2 separate regions of the Sus scrofa genome follow, and region 2 is linked to region 1. The links are chromatin contacts, called in public Hi-C maps. All regions are on one chromosome and are shown on one strand. The core of a region is the stretch at or near the end of the contact, and the rest is flanking DNA. Distances in the headings are between cores, read along the strand shown. Region 1 holds the start of KHNYN (protein KHNYN). Region 2 holds the start of NFATC4 (nuclear factor of activated T-cells, cytoplasmic 4).

What was found. Hi-C and Micro-C count contacts between places; a contact is called where the count stands out from the background.
Region 2: a contact with region 1 is called in a Hi-C map of liver, with 4 times the contacts expected there. The contact joins the promoter of NFATC4 here to the promoter of KHNYN in region 1. A contact is called at or near these places in 4 of 5 promoter capture datasets (fetal liver, fetal skeletal muscle, liver and 1 more), 11 of 47 Hi-C or Micro-C datasets (epiblast stem cells, heart right ventricle, liver and 6 more) and 2 of 2 datasets of contacts at active chromatin or transcription factors (alveolar macrophages and skeletal muscle).

What each region holds. Positions count from the first base shown.
Region 1 is chr7:74,867,533-74,873,825 of Sscrofa11.1, reverse strand. KHNYN (protein KHNYN) reads left to right here and starts at 1,342. Exons shown (of 8, transcript XM_021099195.1): 1 at 1,342-1,772. The coding sequence starts at 1,661. CBLN3 (cerebellin 3 precursor) reads right to left here. Exons shown (of 3, transcript NM_001112680.1): 3 at 5,383-6,293.
Region 2 is chr7:74,927,050-74,932,777 of Sscrofa11.1, reverse strand. It overlaps NFATC4 (nuclear factor of activated T-cells, cytoplasmic 4), which reads left to right and starts at 3,090. Exons shown (of 10, transcript XM_013978173.2): 1 at 3,090-3,477; 2 at 4,574-5,669. The coding sequence starts at 3,378. It overlaps LOC110261591 (a long non-coding RNA gene), which reads right to left and starts at 3,059. Exons shown (of 2, transcript XR_002345915.1): 1 at 2,202-3,059; 2 at 1,349-1,669.

The DNA.
Region 1 (6,293 bases), core at 93-2,592:
GGTGTTGTCATTGCTATGACTTGGGTCACTGCTGTGGCGTAAGTTTGATCCCTGGCCCAGGAAATTCCACATGTCATGGGGTGCAGCAAAAAAAAAAAAAAAAAAAAAAAAGAAAAAGAAAAAAGAAAAAAGGAAAAAGAAAGATCAGTTAGAGTTGAGTTCATATAAAGTTAGTGACCTCCAACCCAACCACCTTGCATGTAATAAGTTCTTGCTATCCTGTGTACATATGAACTGAGATGGAGGACTGCCCTTCCCCTGGTTCATTGCCTCCCCTCCTCCCTCCTGGTTTCTGAGATCTGTGAGTAATAAGTCTTACGACATCACTTCCTTTGTGTGAGTGTACTGCACCTTCAATCAAAACAACCATGGGTTTTTCACTTCCTCAAATGGAGAGCTCAGATGCTGAGGGAGCTACCCACTGATCCCATGTGGTGGCTTGTACCTTCTCATTCAGCAAGTCATACTCTGCATATCCTTAATTTAATGCACCAGCTACAGTCCCCCAACACATGAGGGGTGCCATTTTCCCTCAGCTAATAAATGGTGCTGTTTCATAAGTTTCCACACTCTTGTAGGTAGTGAAAAATGAATCAGGGGAGATTGCAGCAGCTGGATTGCAAAGGCCCAAAAAAAGTACATTCAGAGTGATAGATTTGATGTTAGACCCTCCCCCTCCCCCAGGATCCCCTTAAGGGGTTTAGCAGTGAAGTTCATTCAAATAGGTCACTATGGCAACCTCAGTGTGGAGAATGGACTCAGAGAAGCAAAACTGGAGGTCAATGTGCGGGTTAGGAAGCATTCAAAGAACTCTGAGATGTGGGTAATTTGAGAGAGGATGGATGGGAAACAATGGATGGACCTGGTGGATGTGAGTGATTGGACAGAGAGGAATCGAGGATGATGGCTGGGGTTCTGCTTGGGCAACAGGGATGTTCCTTTTTTAAACACAGAGAAAGGGAGAAAGACAGGATTTAGGGAGGACAGACTAATTTTAGCAGGTTGACTTTAAGGTGGGATAGGTAGTGTAGGAGTCTGAGATTTAGGAGGGAGGTCCTGTATAGAGACAAAAATGTGGTCATTGTCAGAGCACAGATGGAGATTCGTACTTTCGAGGTTGTGTCAGGACGAAAGGAATCCTAAGGCAGAACCTTGAGGAAAACTGACATTTGGGAGATGTTTAGCAGTACAGGAGCGTAAAAAAGAATGTGGTCTGAGCAGAGACATGGAGGGAGCACCCAGAGCATGCAGTCAGGTGGGGCAGGGAGTTGCTTCTAGAAGGAGGGAGTGGACAACAGAGTCAAATGTTAGGGAGAGCCTGAGTAACAGAGGACTGGATGATAGTGACATTGGTGACTGACACAGAAGTCATGAGTGACCAGTTGAGGGCAGTTTAGGTGGAGCAGCAGAGGCTACCGTTGACTTAAGGGGTGAGCAACTGGTAAGCATAGATACTTGGCTCTAAAGGAGAGGAGAGGTGATGTCTACTAGCTGCGGGGGCATATAAAGCTGAGGATAACTATATACCCACCGCTATTGCCATACCATCCTTTTCTCGTCTAGACCTAAGAGACTTGAGTCTATTTAACTGCTAAACAGAAGCAGTGAGAGGGAGGGAGACACTGAACATTCAGGAGGGTGAAGAGGAAAGGAAAAGGATATGTTTGCAGGAAATGAAATCCACAGCTGGTGGATGAAGATAGCTGCCTTGACAGAAGAAAGGGCACAGCTTCTACTGAGCCAGATGCGAAGAAGGAGAGATGAGGAGGATGGTGAGTTTCTGGATGTGCCATTGGGAAGGGGTCCTCCTGGGGCTTCTGCTTTCTTGGTGAAGCAGAAAGTGAGGTACCTGCTGCTGGCAGTGGGGGCAGAGTTGGAGGGTAAAAGGTTTGAGAGACCAGAAGGCTTCAGTTGGATTCCAGGGAGAATGAGGAAAGAAGCTGGCAAAGAAGAATTGACTGGAGGATTGAGGACCAGGGGTGGCTGGAGACCATGGATTGAGAGCTGCAGCAAATGCTTCAGCCGGACTTCTCTCTGTAGAAAGCAGCTGCCAGGGCGTGGGTGTAGGAAAGGTCGACAGTTGGATTCTATTCTTAGGCTCCTCAAAGTCCTAGGAGATTTTAGTGCCTGGAGAGGAACACTAGCCACCATCTGTGCTTTATTTATTGTTTAACTCATTTGCTTCATAAACCTGCTTAAGCAAAAATTGTCTAAACATTTATATAACCAATGAGCCAAAATCTACACATTTTACAAATCAGATCATTTAAACATTGACTGAAAACTTAAATTCTCCTACACATTTCAATAGAGTCATCAGGGTAGTATGTCAGCTTCTCTAAAGGCATCAAATCTTTTGGTAAAGCACATGCCTTTCAAGGATTATAAAGTATATGACACCTACACTTACTATAAAATTGGGTTTATAGACCCAGGAGAAGGACACTATCTCAGTTCAGACCAATTTTTGAGTCTGGATAGACAAAAGATGAATAGTATCTCAGTGTAGATGAGGTTTTGAATTATTACTCAATGAGTTCTTGGTTGGGACCTGCTTTACCTTTTAAGATGTTGAATATCTGAGCCAGTGCTTATCTTATATATCACCGGAATTTTCATTTTCCAGTACCTTTTCCATTCATTTCCATGAATTAGTGTAATGTAACTGGATGCCTCTTTTTTAAAATGATGTCTTTAAGTTTTGTGGGTTTTTTTTTTTTTTTTGGCTGAATCTTTGGCATATGGAAGTTTCCAGGCCAGGGGACCAATCGGAGCTGCAGCTGCTGCCCTGCACCACAGCCACAGCAATGCCAGATCTGAGCCCTGTCTGCGAACTATAAGGCAGCTTGTGGCAATGCCAAATACTTTAACCCACTGAGTGAGGCCAGGGATTGAACCCACATCCTCGTGGATACTAGTCAGGTTCTTAACCTAGTGAGCCACAACAGGATCTCCTGTCATTTTTAGGTCTAAGGACTATGATATGCAGATGTTCCAGAGATGTCTATGCCCACTCCCTGGAGCCACCGAATATGTTGTGTTTAATGGTAAAGAGACATTTTCATATGCAATTAAAGTTATGGGTCTCAAAACAGAGAGATTATCCTGATTTATCCATGTGGGCCCAATCTAATTACCTTAAATTTGAGAATTTTAAAAGTCAGAGATGTGGCTGAAAGCTAGGTTGGAGAGGTTCAAACTGTTAGAAGGACTTGGCCTGACACTATTGACCCAAAGGCTGGAGGCCAGGAAACTCAGTCCTACAACCATAAGGAAATGAATGCTGAGTGAATTCTTTATTCATGATTGCCACCTCCTGACCCAAGAGGGAAATGGGTGTGCCCTTCCCTCCTCCTTCCTGGGGGCTATAAGGTTGATGTAATGGCATTCTTCCACTTCAGTAAAGAAGGCAGGGCTACTACCTACATCTTGCTTTTGACCTAATGAAACCCTAAGCAGAGAATCAAATCATGCTCTGCTGGACTTCTGACCTATAGAAACAGATATTAAATAGGTCAAAGTTGTGTTAAGGCAGTAACTTTGTGGTAATTGTTATGCAACAATAGAAAGCTAATACAATAACTTTACTGACATTATTTTCAAATTTATCTACCTCATTTGCATTTTTACAAACATCCTCAATCTTGTTGTTTTTCCCAATATCCAATCTTTTCTTCTTCTGACTTTTAGCTGAGCGTGGCTGCCTGGAATAAAGACTTTATTCCCTAGCCTGTCTCCACTGTCTGGTGTGGCCAGCTAGGACTAAATTCGGGCCATTGAGATGCAAATAGAACTGTTGGGTGTACCTTTCAGAAAGCTTCTTTAAAAGGAAATGGGTGTGCCAGTCCCTCCTCCTTCCTTGGGGCTATAAGGTTGATGCAATGGCTGGGGCTATCTTGGGTCAGGAGGTGGCAATAAAGAAAGCCAGGCTGATGATCATCAAACTGCCATCCTTCCCTGGACTCTTTGTTTGCAGATTCTTCTGTGTGAGAGGGAAATAACCTACCACCTTGTTTAAGCCATTATTATTTTGGGTTTTTCTGTTACTGTAATCTCTTTGTAATTAGTAGGGTAGTAGTATAAAGTTTCCCTTTTCCAAGAAGTGAAGGATCAAGTTTAAGGAGTGAGCAGTTAGCTTCTGGAAGTTTGACTAATTTATCATCATGTAACAAGTTGTTGGACTTTCTTCCTAGTTGTATTATTTGACCTGATGGTGCCAATCAGTCTCTTTCATTTTTGGTGCAGTTCCAACTTTTTCTGGAATTACTCACAGCTCTCTGGATCCACCCCTTCCTACTTATGCAGATAAAGACAAATAAATGCACTTTATGAATAGATAAATTATCTACTATATTTATACTCTTCTACTTATCAAAACTAATTAAAAAATATCCTATAATAGTCATACTTCTTCACTCAGTGTATTAACTACCTTTTTGCACATTGTATAGTTACTTTTTCCTTTTGAAAATCACAACAGAGACATGGCTTTTAAAAATTCACCTTGTGGAATTCCCTGGCAGCTCAGTGGGTTAAGGATCCAGCTTTGTCACTGCTATGGCTCGGGTCATTGCTGTGGCAAGGGTTTGATCCCTGGCCCAGGAACTTCTGCATGCCATGGGTGCAGCCAAAAAAAATCACCTTGTTCCAATTAACTATATCATTTTTCTTTTGATTATCCAATTGTCATAAAATGTCAGTTTGTGGAAGTCTATTAAAATGGTTTCTTTGGAGTTCCCATCGTGGCTCAGTGGTTAACGAATCCGACTAGGAACCATGAGGTTGCAGGTTCGATCCGTGGCCTTGCTCAGTGGGTTAAGGATCCGGCGTTGGTGTAGGTTGCAGATGTGGCTCGGTTCCTGTGTTGCTGTGGCTCTGGTGTAGGCAAACGGCTACAGCTCCGATTCGACCCCTAGCCTGGGAACCTCCATATGCCGCAGGAGTGGCCCAAGAAATGCCTTCTCAGCTCTACCCCTTACATTCAAAAAATATCTTTGATTTTTGTCTTCAATAGTATGTTCCAAGCCTAGAGTTATTTATGATGAGCTATTCTCCAAGGGACCGTGAGTCCTTTTAAAGGTGAATAATAGTTGAGGCAAAGATCCAGGTGCTAAGAATGCATATTAGATTTTTCCTGATGTTGTTCCTACACTACTTTAGTGACAAAATTTGAAAAAGTTATTTCTTTTGGAAACCACAAACTCACATTGGTATTTCCTCTTTAACTCAAGTACTACCAAATCCTTTTTTTTAAATTTGACTCTAACATATGAATTTACATTTATTTTCTCTACAACATATACCTGCTGGTCTCTTGTAACCCCTGAACCCAATTGTGATGGCATCTTCTCTCTCTAGTGATCCTATAGGGTCTCATTGACCATCATTCTCTAATTACTTTATTGATAGATTCATCCATGCTGGGCCAATGGGACAGAGAGGTGACACAAGTTTTTTAATACTGGCAGGAGAGTGGCTGAAGGGATGAATCATGGCATCCAAGGTAATAGGAAGTTTAGGAAGGAGACTAAGACGGCACAAATTAAGAGAAAGAGGAGACGTTGCAGGTCAGTGTAGAACAGCTACAGTGAAGGTCACTGAGAGAGCTGGGAGGAAGGAGGTGATGGGGAGAGCATGGAGTGATGAAAGTTCCGACTACATAGATGGAGCAGTTCTAGGAGGCGGCCACAGGCATTGATGTGTTCCATGGCCTGGAGATCTATACTTGCCCACATGTGACCTGCCTCCACCTCCAGCTGCCAAAGGAAGCTCTGTTTACCTGCTCTCTGCCAAAGCAAACATATATCCATGTCTTGGATGGGGAGGTGAGGGGCAGAGTCCACCTGGGATCTGGCACAGATAAATGCCTGGGGTTCACTATCTGCTGGTGGCTCCAATGTACACAAAAAAATGTGTACCATGTTCAGGCTGAGGGCACGCCCCCTTCCTGCCTTACCAGCTACAGGCTCTGGGCTGCTCTGTGGCCCTTACCATGCATCTGCTGGTGGCTAAGCCTCTGGCCCTAGTCCTCGCAGTGCTGGCTCAGCTTCTGAGTATGATTTGTGATGCTGGCACTCCTCACAGGAAGGAGCCTGCCGGATATGCTGAAGCTGGTCCATCTGGTCCCCTGTAGGGGCCTGTCAGGCTCACCTGTACCACCTGTTCCCAAATAGCACTGAGCGGGAAGCTGGGTTGGGGGTGGAGGACAGGAAGCAGAGACTGCAAAGTAGTCTACGCCTCCCTCCCTGGAAAATCTTGCTCTGATTCTAGGGCTGCAGGCAGAAATCAAGGCA
Region 2 (5,728 bases), core at 1,841-4,340, 57 kb before region 1:
TTGCTCAGTGGGTTAACGATCTGGCGTTGCCGTGAGCTGTGGTGTAGGTTGCAGACGCGGCTCAGACCCTGCGTTGCTGTGGCCCTGGCGTAGGCTGGTGGCTACAGCTCCGATTCGACCCCTAGCCTGGGAACCTTCATATGCCGCGGGAGCGGCCCAAAGAAATAGCAAAAAAAAAAAAACAAACAAAAAAAAACCAGACGTGTGTACGGATATGTTAATAAATCTATACAAAATGGTGGAATATCCCATTTACTATATATATGACTTGAATTGTTTACAAGGAGAATGTATCTTGTGTAATCAAAACCAAAACACACACACAAAAAAACCCAACCTGCAACATGGATGGACCTCGAGAATATCATACTAAGTGAAATAGGTCAGATAAAGACAAATACTACATGATATCACCTATATGTGAAATTTAAAAAAACAGTACAAATGAACTTGTTTACAAAAGAAAGGGTCACAGACCAAGAAAACAAACTTATGGTTACCTAAGGGGAAGTAGGGGAGGGATAAATCGGGAGTATGGGATTAACGAATGCACACTACTATATATAAAATAGATAAACAAGAAGAACTTAACATGTAGCACAGGGAACTATATTCAGTTCCCTAATGGGTTCAGTTCCTAAACTATATGGAAAAGAATAGAAAAAAAGAATATAGGTATCTGCATATACATGTATAGCGGAATTATTTTGCTGTACACTTGAAAAGAAGACAGAATTGTAAGTCAACTACACGACAATTAAATTTTTAAAAGTCCAAAAAGGAAAAAAGGCAACCTCCAAGGCCGTTGAATCATGCTTGTGAAAGCGCAGAGCAGAAGTCAGTGCGCTTCCACAAACACAAGGTGAGAAAGCAGAGCTGTGTTTAGGTGTGCGCGCTAGGGGGCAGCCGAGCAAGGACAAAGGCCCGGCCGGCGAGAAACCGGACTGCGGGTAGGAGGTTGGCTGGGTCTTTGTGGCCGCCAGGGGGCAGACGTGTAGAACAACCTGAACCTAAAACTACCCTCTCTACCCCTAGCAGGACGTTGCAAGTCAGAAAACCATCACTCTGTTGCAGCCTAGGCAGATCCGAGGGTTTTCAGAGATGAGGAGATGCCCCCCCCTCCACTCCCCCCGAGGGAAGCTTGGCGCTCTAGGCCAGCTTGTTCACCACATTTAAGCTCAACAACTCTTTCCTCTGCCCGCACCCCCGGGGCCCCCACCCGCAGAGGGGAAATTGAGTCACTGGAAGGCAAAGCCAGAGTCGTCAGGGGAATGTGCGCCAACGCCAGCCCTCAGGGCCTTCCAGATGCTGGGAGGAGGGGGTGGGACCTCCAGGAAAATACACAAAGTGGGGTGAGAGGGGGAGGCGGCTGGCTGGGCAGGAGCTGAGCCAGACACATGGAGAAACGCTGCCCAGGATCAAAGGAAATATGACATTTGAAAAGAATGTGCACGTCTGCTTGTGCTGCGGAGGTGGGGCAGAGGTGGGGGGCGGTAGGGGCGGCGTGTGGTGGACCTGGGGCCACGTCGGGGTCTCTTCCCCTGCCCTTCTCGCCTGGGCTTCCCACCTCCTTCTGCCCCCCTCTTAGGTGGAGGCTTCCCGTCGGTCTCAGGATGTTCCTCGCTCTCCCCCTCCGTGGGTCTCTCCTTCCTTTATTTCCGAGATGAAGCTGGAAGGGAAATGTAACCTGAGGAGGCCAACCAAAGGAGGGGGGGGGAGAAAGAAAAATCAAACCAGGCCGCCTCCCCGCTCAGCCTCGGAACATTCTTCTCTCCCCGCCGGCCTCGCTTCTTCTCCCCGCCCCTCCGGCGTCGTGGCCCTGGGCTCGCCGCCTGGGCAGCTCCGCACGTCACTGGGGTCCCCCGGGGCTGGAGGGGTCCCCAGGGCGGGCCAGAGGGAGGACGGGAGAGAAGGGAGGGGAGCCGCCTCGGCCGCGGCAGAGCTCGGGCCCGCCGGGCCAGCCCTCCCCTCTTCCCCCGCCCCGACGAGCCTGTTTCTCATTAGAGTACGGGGCGCGGTCCCCGACCGGCTCCTGAGTGTTTGTAAACGTCTGACCCAAGGGCCAGTCGCTTAACCCTTTAGGTGCAGGCCTGGGGCACCGGTGGTGGCGCGGTCCTGAACCAGAGGGATTTGGAGTAAAAATCTCTGAGGCCTGTTAGAGAGGTTTGAAGCACACAGTCTGCCTAGGGGGAAAGGGTTACCTCTCCCCCACGAATCTCAGTCGAACCCCTTCTCATACAGCAGGGCCCCACCATGCCTGCCCTTCCTAGAAACTCCAGTTCTGTCTTTCTTCCACCTCCAGCCCAGGTGACAGGTGTCCAACCCTGGGGCCCCCCAGGTCGCTGGGCTCCGGGGCTCTGGTAAACCTGGCCGGGGTTATCAGGATTGCCGGAGCAGGATGCCATCGGATCCGAGATTCTTTCCAGACTACAGTTCTAGGGAGGAGGGAGCCGACTTCCCGTGGAGGCTAATTAATGTTCCCTCTGGGTGGCTGAGACTAGGGTAGAGGTAAAGCCCGGCCTGGATCATCGCCCATGGGCCCGTGGACCTTTGAACAGTGCCCGGAGACAGCTAAATATTCTTCACTTTTGGAAGACGGGGAGAGATGACCTGTGGAGGGGCTGATTTGGCAGAGCAAAGGCTTCCAGAAGGCCTAGTCAGGGGGGCCTAGGGCTGGGAGCTTCAGAGGAATGGCCTGCTCCTCTTCAGAGAAGCCTGGAGCCATGCTGCACTCCAGAACCGGCCTGGCCTTAGGTTTAGAGGGAAATGGGGGAGAGAGGTGGTCCTCCCTTGTTAGTTGCTGGCTGCACAATTCTCCAGAACTTTAAAAAAGGTCTTCCGTGGGTCCTCTATATTGTGGGCCCACTATGTGGCCCCTTTAAGACGCTCGGACCCAGAGCCTCTGAACTTAGGCTAAGTTGGGGATTGTGGTGGTAGCGCTCCCTGCGGGAAATGATTGTCATAACTGCGAGCCAATAGGCATCATTATGGTCGTACCACGCTTGAGGGACCGTTTTCCAATTCAGTTTTGTTCTTTTTTTTTTTTTGAGGGGGAGGGACTGGAGAGAGGACAGAGGGAAGGAGGGTGGGGGAGGACAAGGCGCGCGTGGTTTTCCCATCTCATCCCTGGAGGCGGGGCTGGAGCATCCCGGGCAGCCAATCAGGGACAGGCTGGGGGGGGCACTTTGAAGAAGTTTGGGGAAAAAAGTTTGGAAAAGTTTCTATAATAACGAGGGGGCGTCCAGAGGGAGGCGGCAGCGGCGAAGGAGGGGGCGTCTCGGAGAAGGGAGGGAGGGAGCCACCGGTCTAGAGACTGCAGCCTCCTGAGACTCCCCCCCTCCCACCCAGCCCGGGACCTGGGGGCTTTGGCCGGATCCATGGGGGCAGCGAGCTGCGAGGATGAGGAGCTGGAATTTAAGCTGGTGTTCGGGGAGGAAAAGGAGGCCCCCCCGCTGGGTGCGGGCGGTTCGGGGGAAGGTTAGTGCGGGGCTGGGAAGGGGTCTTGGGGTTCGTGAGGGACGGGCGAGGGGATCCCGAAGCTGGGGACTTTAAGGTAGAGAGCCTGGGGTGAGAGATGAGGGGGCCAGAGGTTGAGGGGAGTCCCAGGGCTCGAGGATCTGTGGAGGTGAGGCTGGGGGCCGGGCACCACTTTCTCCTTTTTAGGTCGTGACTGGGGTGGGGGTGGGGGTGCTGTTGGCTGCGCGCCGCCTCTCGCTCGGCTCCGCCGACTGTCACTGGATGGGGGCGGGCGGGAACAGCGGTCCCGAGAGCCCGAGGCGCCGCCAGGGAAAGGGAGGTTGGGCTCTAGAGGTTGCCCTTTGGGGACCGATCCCTAGGCCCGCAGCCTAGACGCCGGGGGCTGGGGGCGCTCTCAGGCCCCGCCAGGGCTCCCCTCCCCCTCCCCTGTCTGGCCGCAATGAGAGGCAGATGGCGGGGATCGAGCCGGGGGCGGCGGCCGGCCGCTCGCACGAATCCGCACAGCCTGCGCCCCCCCCTCCAACCCCGCCCTCGCCCGGCCGGCGCACTGCACCCCCTCGGTTGCACCCCCGCCCCCAGATTGGGGGGAGCGAGGGAGGAGCCACCACCACTCGTCATCACGGCCCTGGCGCCCCCCTTCCCCCGGCCACCGTTGCGATGGCAACTGGGGCTCCTGCCAGCGCCGTTTGGGGGTTTGGGAACCGCTGCTAATTGGGTTCATGTGTGAGTCGCCCCCAGCCCAGCCCAACGCTTCCCTTAAACACGCCTCCAGGCCCAGCTCCAGCCGCTCTCAACCCGCCTCCCTCACCTTAAGACCCGCCCCGTCTGGTACCCCAGGTCCCAGGGCCAGGAGCTCAGACCGTGAGGTTCCCTGAGCCTGGCGTGCGTGGATCTGTATCCACCTTCCCACGTCCAACTTTGCTTTGTCTTGTGGCTCTGAAGGGCATCTCAGAGACTCCTCTTTGCTGAGGAGGGGGTAGCATACAGGATTTGGGAGGCTGTGCACTCAAAGAACCTAGACATCTCACCTGCTTCTCTCTCTCCCCCTCTCCTGTGTCATCCCTCTCTCTGTCCCCTTCCCTTTCTATTTTGACAGAACTGGACTCAGAGGACACCCCACCATGCTGCCGTCTGGCCCTGGGGGAGCCCCCTCCCTATGGCGCCACCCCTATTGGCATTCCCCGGCCTCCACCCCCTCGGCCTGGCATGCACTCCCCACCACCCCGCCCAGCCCCCTCTCCTGGCACTTGGGAGAGCCAGCCAGCCCGGTCAGTGAGGCTGGGGGGGCCGGGAGGGAGCTCCGGTGGGGCTGGGGGAGGCCGCGTTCTTGAGTGCCCCAGCATCCGCATCACTTCCATCTCTCCCACTCCTGACCCACCAGCCACGCTGGAGGACAATCCAGATGCCTGGGGGGAAGGCTCCCCCAGGGATTACCCCCCACCAGAAGGCTTTGGAGGCTACCGAGAGGCAGGGGGCCAGGGCGGAGGCCCCTTCTTCAGCCCAAGCCCAGGCAGCAGCAGCCTGTCCTCCTGGAGCTTCTTCTCAGACGCCTCCGACGAGGCAGCCTTGTATGCAGCCTGTGATGAGGTGGAGTCTGAGCTAAATGAGGCAGCCTCCCGCTTTGGTCTGGGCTCTCCACTGCCCTCGCCCCGGGCTTCCCCTAGGCCGTGGACCCCAGATGACCCCTGGAGCCTGTATGGTCCGAGCCCTGGAGGCCGGGGGCCAGAGGATAGCTGGCTACTCCTCAGCGCTCCTGGGCCCACCCCCGCCTCCCCAAGACCTGCCTCTCCCTGTGGCAAGCGGCGCTATTCCAGCTCAGGAACCCCATCTTCGGCCTCCCCAGCTCTGTCCCGCCGAGGCAGCCTAGGGGAGGAGGGGCCTGAGCCACCTCCACCACCCCCATTGCCTCTGGTCCGGGACCCTGGCTCCCCCGGCCCTTTTGACTACGTGGGAGCCCCACCAGCAGAGAGCATCCCCCAGAAGACCCGGAGGACTTCCAGCGAGCAGGCGGTGGCCCTGCCTCGGGCTGAGGAACCTGCCCCATGCAACGGGAAGCTGCCTTCAGGAGTAGAGGAGGCCGGGGCTCCTCCCGGGGGTCCTCGGAAGGAGGTGGCAGGCATGGACTACCTGGCAGTGCCCTCCCCACTGGCTTGGTCTAAGGCCCGGATTGGGGGACACAGCCCAATCTTCAGGTGAGGGTTGTGACTTGCACCACTGCTGTGTCCAGCCACCCCACTCTGGGGGCAGGAGG